Linked DNA regions of Hordeum vulgare: regions 1 and 3 are each linked to region 2. A link is a contact called in public Hi-C data. All regions are on one chromosome and are shown on one strand. The core of a region is the stretch at or near the end of the contact, and the rest is flanking DNA. Distances in the headings are between cores, read along the strand shown. Region 1 holds the start of LOC123398257 (zinc-finger homeodomain protein 9-like). Region 2 has its middle 49 kb from the start of LOC123395619. Region 3 has its middle 55 kb from the start of LOC123398604.

What was found. Hi-C and Micro-C count contacts between places; a contact is called where the count stands out from the background.
Region 1: a contact with region 2 is called in a Hi-C map of seedling, with 2.6 times the contacts expected there. The contact joins the promoter of LOC123398257 here to the enhancer-like site in region 2. A contact is called at or near these places in 1 of 6 Hi-C or Micro-C datasets (seedling) and 1 of 1 datasets of contacts at active chromatin or transcription factors (embryo).
Region 3: a contact with region 2 is called in a Hi-C map of seedling, with 4 times the contacts expected there. The contact joins two enhancer-like sites. A contact is called at or near these places in 2 of 6 Hi-C or Micro-C datasets (leaf and seedling).

The regions. Positions count from the first base shown.
Region 1 is chr5H:447,752,011-447,754,888 of MorexV3_pseudomolecules_assembly, reverse strand. LOC123398257 (zinc-finger homeodomain protein 9-like) reads right to left here and starts at 1,310. Exons shown (of 1, transcript XM_045092747.1): 1 at 1-1,310. The coding sequence starts at 774.
Region 2 is chr5H:447,446,825-447,449,562 of MorexV3_pseudomolecules_assembly, reverse strand. No RefSeq gene overlaps it. Among protein-coding and RNA genes, the nearest start is that of LOC123395619, 49 kb to the right of the region's middle. Within about 2 kb of position 1,287, at least 2 of the 3 cell types and tissues checked have open chromatin away from gene starts, as enhancers often do. A contact at or near this core is called in seedling, where this site is marked.
Region 3 is chr5H:447,909,113-447,911,812 of MorexV3_pseudomolecules_assembly, reverse strand. No RefSeq gene overlaps it. Among protein-coding and RNA genes, the nearest start is that of LOC123398604, 55 kb to the left of the region's middle. Within about 2 kb of position 1,377, at least 3 of the 3 cell types and tissues checked have open chromatin away from gene starts, as enhancers often do. A contact at or near this core is called in seedling, where this site is marked.

The sequences.
Region 1 (2,878 bases), core at 61-2,560, 310 kb before region 2:
CAGGCGCCACCCCAGGCGCTCCGACAGCTCCTGCATCCGCTGCTTCTGCTCCGCCGTGAACTTGGTGCGGAACCGCTTCCTGGCCGGCATCATCGCGTGCGGCGGCGGCGCCGTCGCCGGCGAGAGCTGGGCGGGGAGCCTACTGTGGCCCTGTGCCGGCGCCCCCGGCGCGCTGGAGTTCAGGGAGAGCAGCATGTGTGGGTGTGGCGCAGAAGACATGTACGGCGGTGGCTGCTGCGCCACCGGCGCCAGATGGTGCGCGGATGGAGGATGCTGCGGCGGGGAGACGGAGCGCTCGTCGTCGTACTCGGAGCCATCCGAGTCGGAGTCAGAGTCGTCGCCGTCGACGCCCGGGAGCCGGTCATCAGGCGTCTCAGGAGCGCGCTGCGGCAGGCCATGGAGCACGGTCGCCGGCATGGGCATGGGCATGGGCATGGGCGGCGCCGGCAGCAGGGCCGGCTGGGGCTGGGGCGGGGGCGGGGGCGGCGAGCCCTCCACCATGACGAGGCGGTGGAAGTTGCGGTGGCAGCCGCAGGCCGCGCACTTGTACGAGGCTGGGTCGGCGGTGTTGAGCTCCACGACCGGCATCCACTCGCCGCAGCCGTCCACGGCGTGCGCGCCGATGGCCGCCGCGTGGTTCTTGAGGCACTCCTTGTACGCGGGCACCGCCTCCAGCACCGGCGGCGGCGGCGACGGCACGGCCGCCTGCCGCACCTTCTTGACGGAGCCGTTGGGGTAGAGGGCCGGCCTGTACTTGACGTCCATGGCCTCCATGCTCCGCTCGGCGCTCGGCGCTCGGGGTGTCACTCGGCTTGACAAAGATTACTACCACTAGTGGGCTTTAGTTAGGGACGGGCGGGGGTCAAGGGAGTGAGGGAAAACTACAGGTAAGGATGTGAAGCTAGCGAGGCCAAGGCGAGGAGATAATAAGAGTATAAAAAGGCCGACGGCGACGCTCAAAGACCAACCCCCATTAATCCATGTCATTACTCATAAGACTATATACATACATATACATACTCCAGTACACAAAACAGAAAATTTTCCAAAGATCCTAGAGATAGATGGATGGATGGATAGATAGATAGATAGATCATGACGACACACTGTGTTGAATCGGTTGCAGCTGCAGCTGTATCCCGCGTCACGCGCACCGCCCAGGAGTAAACATGGACCGCTGATCAAAGAAGGTGAATCAACCAAGACATGCGCCACGGAAACCCCGGCCGTTTTTGGTTGACCTCCGTCGTTTTTCCGCTGTCAATTTGAAGCATCGCAGGAGATGGACCCGACGACGCGTGTACACCACTGTTGTACATTTGTCGCCCATGTATAGCTGTTAATTAATTAATACCATGACACCGGGGTGTATTTTTGTTATTATAATGGTCCTCAATTTGAGCTGTCAATGTATGTTTTTCATTAATTAGGTAGAAATTTGAGTACAGTAAGCATGCACTGTCAACCACATTTAACGATGGTCACCAACTACAGAATGCATACTACTCCCCCTCTGTACCTAAATACTAGTAATTTAAAAGAATTAGACTTAGCTCTCCCCAACTACAAGTATCTAGACGCGGAGGGACTAATATACTAGTAATAAATACTCCAAAACCTTGATTTAAAGTTGCTAGTACAAAGTCGAGACATTTATTTTGATACGAAGAAAGTACTAATGTATGTGACCAAGTAAGAAAATTTGTCAAATATTCTTATCAAAAGTTACAGACATTAACAAATCTTAAAACCATATTGCAAGTAATGCATTTGTAATCAACAATAGTAAATCTCAATACACAATCGGAAACCCTGCCGTTTTTGTTTGACCTCCATCACTTTTGCAGTGTCAATCTGCATATCACATAATAGATGAACGCGACGGTGTACCCCAGTGTTGTACACGGCAGCACATCTTTTTTTATTAATGGTCCTCAATTTGAGTTGTCAATGTATATTTTCATTAATTTGGTAGAAATTAGTAAGCATCAACAATCACCCACATTTAACGATCATCACCAACCACACAATGCATACTAGTATACTACTCCCTTCGTTTGAAAATACTTATCATAGAAATGAATATATCTAGATGTATTTTAGTTCTAGATAAATACATTTGTATTCATTTTAATGACAGTTAATTCCGGACGAGGGAGTAATAAGTACTCCCGAACCTTGTTTTGAAGTTCATATGAACTATATGTAACCAAGTAAGAAAATATGTCAAATGTTTTTATAAAAAGTTTCACACATTAGCAAATCTTAAAACCATAATGCAAACAATGCATTCACAACCAACAATTGTAAATCTCAATATACAATCATCAATCTTATGATATAAGTATATATCGCTCGTATTCAATCATCACCACTACTTATGTCGGTCCCAAGCACATACATGTGTTGGGAAACATAGTAGAAAACAAAAAAAGTTTGCCCTATGATCAACTAACACTATGACAATATAATAACAGTTGTGATCAGATCGTTACCAACTCCGAGTTGCACCACAAGAAGACGAGTTTGTGTAGATCGTTGATGAAGTCCCTCGAATCGTAGAAGAACGATCATGCGAACGGCCCGAACAATCCCTCAAACGGAAGACCGAAAACACGACCTCTCTACTTGGTTGCAAGCGTACGGTCTTCACGATCCGACAGCGCTGCACCGTCCAGAGCTAATTGTCACCAGAGAATTAAAGGAAGGAGATTAGAACCATACTAAGCTTCTAATTATGATTATTAGTGGATATAGGTCTAGCTCTAATTTACCAACGAGGATCAACTACAATTAGAACGAGAGGAGACTTCAAAAGTTGTGTATACAAAAGGATGGAAAACCTCTGGTATATATAGGTGGAGGGGAGAGGAGGAGG
Region 2 (2,738 bases), core at 38-2,537:
AGCGAGCCATTTTATTATATTTTTCTAAAGGAAAACTAAGACGGACTAACTAATATGTAAATCAGCTGATGAAAGAGCCGCATGCGAAGAAAAATAAATGCAAGTTCTCTCTTTGAATCAATATTTATTGTTTTGTAGTAATGCATTTCAAATCTGTGTAGGACTGTATGTCTTTTTTTTATCATTGGTATAAATTGTTTTCATTATGCATTTCAAGGAATTTCAACCACAATAGATGGACACGAGTGAAGGTGAGTAATACAAGTTGCATAGATGAAAAAATTACCAACAAATTTCTATACGAGAATATTTAGAAATTTTGTTTCTCTATATACAACATGTTCCTGCATCACACTCACACACCCTCATACTACACGTGTCTCAAAATATAAAACACTCATCTCAAAATAAGTATGCAATTGACAAATGCAACATCGCCAAGTTACAAAGGGAGGGATACAAATGATACACGCACTTTTTGCGAAAAATCAAATGAATAATCTAGCCGCGCAAACGCGCGGGCCACCCGCTATTTCTGAACAAGACAAAAGACCGGCTGTCATTTCCATCGAGCGGGACAAGGCTCGGTTTACAAGTTTGAAATTCCCCACGAACAAGTTGTGAAGGTTTGTGCGTATGCGTACGCCCGCCCACGGATTTGCTCGATCGGCTTGACACCCGTGTCATCCTTAGCTGTCCGCCTGTCATCCGGTCGCGGGGGCAATCAATGGCCGAAGTTATCGCCGCTGACAGCACGCACGCGCTACGCCGGCCCGCGGCGGAGGAAAGGATGCATGAATTACTCCTCCTACGTAAGAGTAGATGCGAGCCGCCGCCTGCACGCGCAATGTGCCCTTGGTTAATGCGGCTGTCCTCCGTCCGGTGCGCCGAGCACCCGCACGGTTAACCGAGCACCTACCCCTCCTTGATTCCGATTCCACCCAGACGCGAGACGACGCGCATCACTCGGCCGGCGTACCAACCGATCTGGAGACTGCAGAACCAACTCATCACTCCACCGTGCATCATGCTCGTCGCCGGCGAGTTAAACGGCGGCGGATTGCTTCCGATCGATCCCATGGCGTGAACCGCTGGTCGGCGGTAAGCTAACCAACACGAGGAGCGTTGGGTTTTGGTTTGGTGGTCAGAATGGTCGGTCGATTTCAGCGCAGGTACGGAGCAACCTGGATGGGGCCATCCGCGGCGACGCGAGTTGACGGGTCGATGATACGGAGGCGGTGGTGTGCACACTGCATGCAGCGGCTGTCGGACGGTTTCAGTGGATGGATAGTGGGCACGAGGTTGCAGGCCTCGGCCGGACGGACGGGACTATTCCCCTAGCCGCGCTCATGTTTCCCTGCGCCCCGGCGGGAAGGGAAGAGAAGAGAAGAGAAGAAGGGACCTTTCACCAAGATTGTACTTTGATCATTGGATTTTGTACGCCGTATTAAGACCGAATAGTCACTTTGGAGCAGGGGCACATTGCGTCCACTTTTACTACTTGATACTATATGATATGATGTAGGTCAACGAAAATGCCTTTTGGAGCTCGGTTTTCATGCAGGACGGTTTTTGAAAAGCTCAAAATTCATCGGAATTCATATTTTTACATTAGAAAAAAACTGAAAAAATGCGGATATACATGGAGGCAGAACACACGTGCCTCCGATATGTGCAAAAAGATTGTACTCCGTATTAAGACCGAATAGTCACTTTGGAGCACGGCCACATTGCACCCGTTTTTATCCGATATGATGTACTTTATCTGATTTATCAGTAAAGCCGGTTTGTTTACTAAAAGAAGACAATGCATCCGGGCTTTTTTAGGTTCTAAACAAATTATTTGTACTGCTCAAAAATTCCAATTTTTTGTGTACGTGCATATCTAGAAGTGTAGTATACCTCTGCAAAACTCCATGAATCTACATGCTTATATGTGAGATATACAGAAAACATTACATGAAAAATGGCTTGTTTTTCCTTGTCTTTTGGGACATAATTTTATCATTTTTTGTAGCGTATGATATAACTTATTATAATACGAAAAATAATTGGTACTTAGAGCACATCCATATCAATTCGTGTAAAAAAACAACTATTATTTAAACCTTTCAGTAATTTTTTTGCCATTCAAAGATACCAGCTCAATGAAGCACATGCTCCAAAAATCCGCTTAAGTGTTTGGACAAAAAATTGATAAACAACCACTCTATCAAACAGTACAATCCATCCGCTTTAAATTGATATCACCAGGATCTTATTTGAAATTTATTTATCTACAGTTTTTATTTTGTATCACATAAATCATAAATTGGCAAAATAACCAATAGTTAACCTACATATAAAACTCGCTCATGTATACTTTCCTTAAAACTTTTGAAATTAAAGGGCATTTCATTAAAAATGCGGGGTTCATCATTTTAGTAAAACTCCATAAAACAATCTAATTGTAATCTTAAGGTGCTTCGATCACGACAGCTAGAGGAGGGTCGTCCCAACAAATCAAGTTTTTAAAGATGGAACTTACTTCAAATCTCAGCAACTTCCTGAACTTAGTAATCATGTATCCGCAAATCGACGACTACATATCAAATAGACAATTTTTAAGTATTAATCCCTCTGTTCGATAATGTAGTGTGTATAGATTGTACGAAAAGTCAAACTTAATAAACCTTGATCACGTTTGTAGAGAAAAATACATACATCTAGAATATCAAATACATATCATAAGATATACT
Region 3 (2,700 bases), core at 128-2,627, 460 kb before region 2:
ACACTAACATCCCTGATTTAGTCCTGATTTGAAGATGAATAGTGTATTATTTCGGAAAAGTACATGTATTATTATAATTTAGCCCCTATTATCAAAAATTTGAGTCATTTGGCCCGCTTGATCTTTAATTCCTGGCTTCGCCACTCGGCGAGCGTTCCTTCGGAAGCCTCCGAATGATCACTTCTACGTGCTGCCCCATCCGTCATCACGGGTCGCGTTGTCATGTCTCGCGTTCTGAGTGTTCTTTTTAGAAAAAAATTCATGTGTTTTCAGCTTCTTAGGTGGGGTTTATTCTGGGTGTTTTCGGGGGTTTGATTTTTCATCGGTCTTTCTTAGGTTTTGGACGAATTTCAAAAAATTGCATGAAAAAACATGTTTTTTTATTCTTTCCTAAAAAGCAAGGTTTTTCTTACACGGCATGGATTTGCTTCCGCGAGAGGCACGGCCGTTCCTTTCGAAAAGAAAAAAAATGTGTTTTATTTTTTTCTTCCTCGAGAGGTACAGTTTTACTTTCGTGAGAGGTACAGATTATTTTTGCGAGAGGCACGGCCGTGTCTTTCAAAAACAAAAAAATAACAAAAAAAATATGTGTTTTTTGTTTTTTTTCGCGAGAGGTGCGATTTTGCTTCCGTGAGAGGCACGGTCGTAAAACTCGAAAACAAAAAAAAATATTTTCTGTTTTTTTATTTCACGAGAGACATGGACGTGCCTCTCGGAAACGGGAGCTACGACTGTGCCTCTCGAAAACGGAAAAAAACATGCTTTTTTTGCGAGAGGCACGGTTTTGCTTCTGCGAGAGGAACAGATTTGCTTTCGTGAGAGGCACGGTCGTGCCTCTAGGAAATGGAAATCTTTCGCGACAGCCACGGTTTTTCGGTCGGTTTTTTCATCCAGTTTTTTGTTGAAAAAATAAATCATAAAAACCTATTAACATGGGATCTAGCTTTAAAGATCTCAGCGTAGGGAGTCCAAAGATGAAAACAGTTCAAGATTTGAAAGCACGGCTTAAGAGATAAAACATTTTGAAAATAAAGGATCTAATAAAAAAAGAGAATACTCGCAGATTGAGACAAGTTATAGACATGCAATGCGTCACGTGTCGCAACCTGAAAAGATGTTAATGATCTTTGAGAGGTATACTCTTCAATTAGTGATTTTGTCTTTGGTTTGGGGTTTTGTTTTGGGATTGTCTTTTGTTAGTTGTCTTTTTTGAGACAATTTTGTTAGTTGTTAAGGCTAACATGCTAGCTCAACGAACATCCCTCACTGTTTTCATAAATGGAAAAGGAAAGCCCAACGTGGGAGTTAGTGACTATGGGCGGATCGTGTAAGTCGTGCGTAACGTGTCCCATGTCGACCAGACATGTACCTCGGGAGCTCCTACATGCCGCTCAATGCGGCAGAGAGCCCATGCATCGCACAGCGGGGCGCCCGGTTGGGCCGGCCCAGTTACGTTTCTTTTTTGTTCTTTTTTCTTTTCTTTTATTATGTGAAGAAAACACATTTTCTAAATTTGAAGAACAATTAAAAATGGTGAACAAATTTGGAAGCACGGATAATTTTAAAACACGAATAGTTTTTGAATCTTGATAACAAAATTTTGAAAACAAGAATAATTTAGAAAAACTCCAAACAAATTTGAAAGCGGGAACAACTTTTTATGCACAAACATTTTTTGAATTTTGAGCACAAATTTCGAAACCAAGAACAATTTTCAAAAAATGTGTACAATTTTGAAAACACGGACAATTTTACAAAACACGAACATCTTTTGAATCTTGAGATCAAAATTTTGAAAAGGAGAACAATTTTAAAAAAATCCAAACAAAATTTTAAATCACGATCATTTTTTGAATTTTGAGAACAAATTTTGAAACCATGAACAATTTTCAAAAAATGTGAACAAATTTGAAAACGCAGACAATTTTATAAAACACGAACATCTTTTGAATCTTGAGATCAAAATTTTGAAAAGGAGAACAATTTTGAAAAACTCCAAACAAAATTTTAAAGCACGATCATTTTTTGAATTTTGAGAACAAATTTTGAAACCATGAACAAATTTAAAAAAAGTGAGAAAATTTGGAAGCGCGAATAATTTTTCAAGGCATAAACATTTTTTGAATCTTGAGGACAAAATTTTGAAAAGGAGAACAATTTTTTAAAACCCCGAACATTTTTTAAAACGTGAACAAAATTTTAAAGCACGAAGATTTTCTGAATTTTGAGAACAAATTTTGAAACCAAGAGCATTTTTAAAAAACCTGAACAAATTTGGAAGCGTGAACAAATTGTTTCAGCATGAACATTTTTTGAATCTTGGGAACAAAATTTAGATAAGGAGAACAATTTTGAAAAACTTGAAACAAATTTGAAGCGCGAACACAATTTTCAAACGTGAATATTATTTGAGTTTTGAAAACAAAATTTCAAACCGAGAACAATTTTAAAAAACATGAACAGATTTGAAAGCACGAAAAAAATAAAGAACGAACATTTTATGAATTTTGAGAACAAATTTTGAAACTAAGACCAAATTTTAGAAACCCCAAAAAAATTTGGAAGCACGAACAGTTTTTGAATCTTAAGAAAGTTTTTTGAAACTGAAAACAAATTTGAGTTTGAGAAACTAATTTTGAAACCGAAAACATTTTCTGAAAAATACAGAACATTTTTTGAAGTCAAGAAGATTTTTTTGAA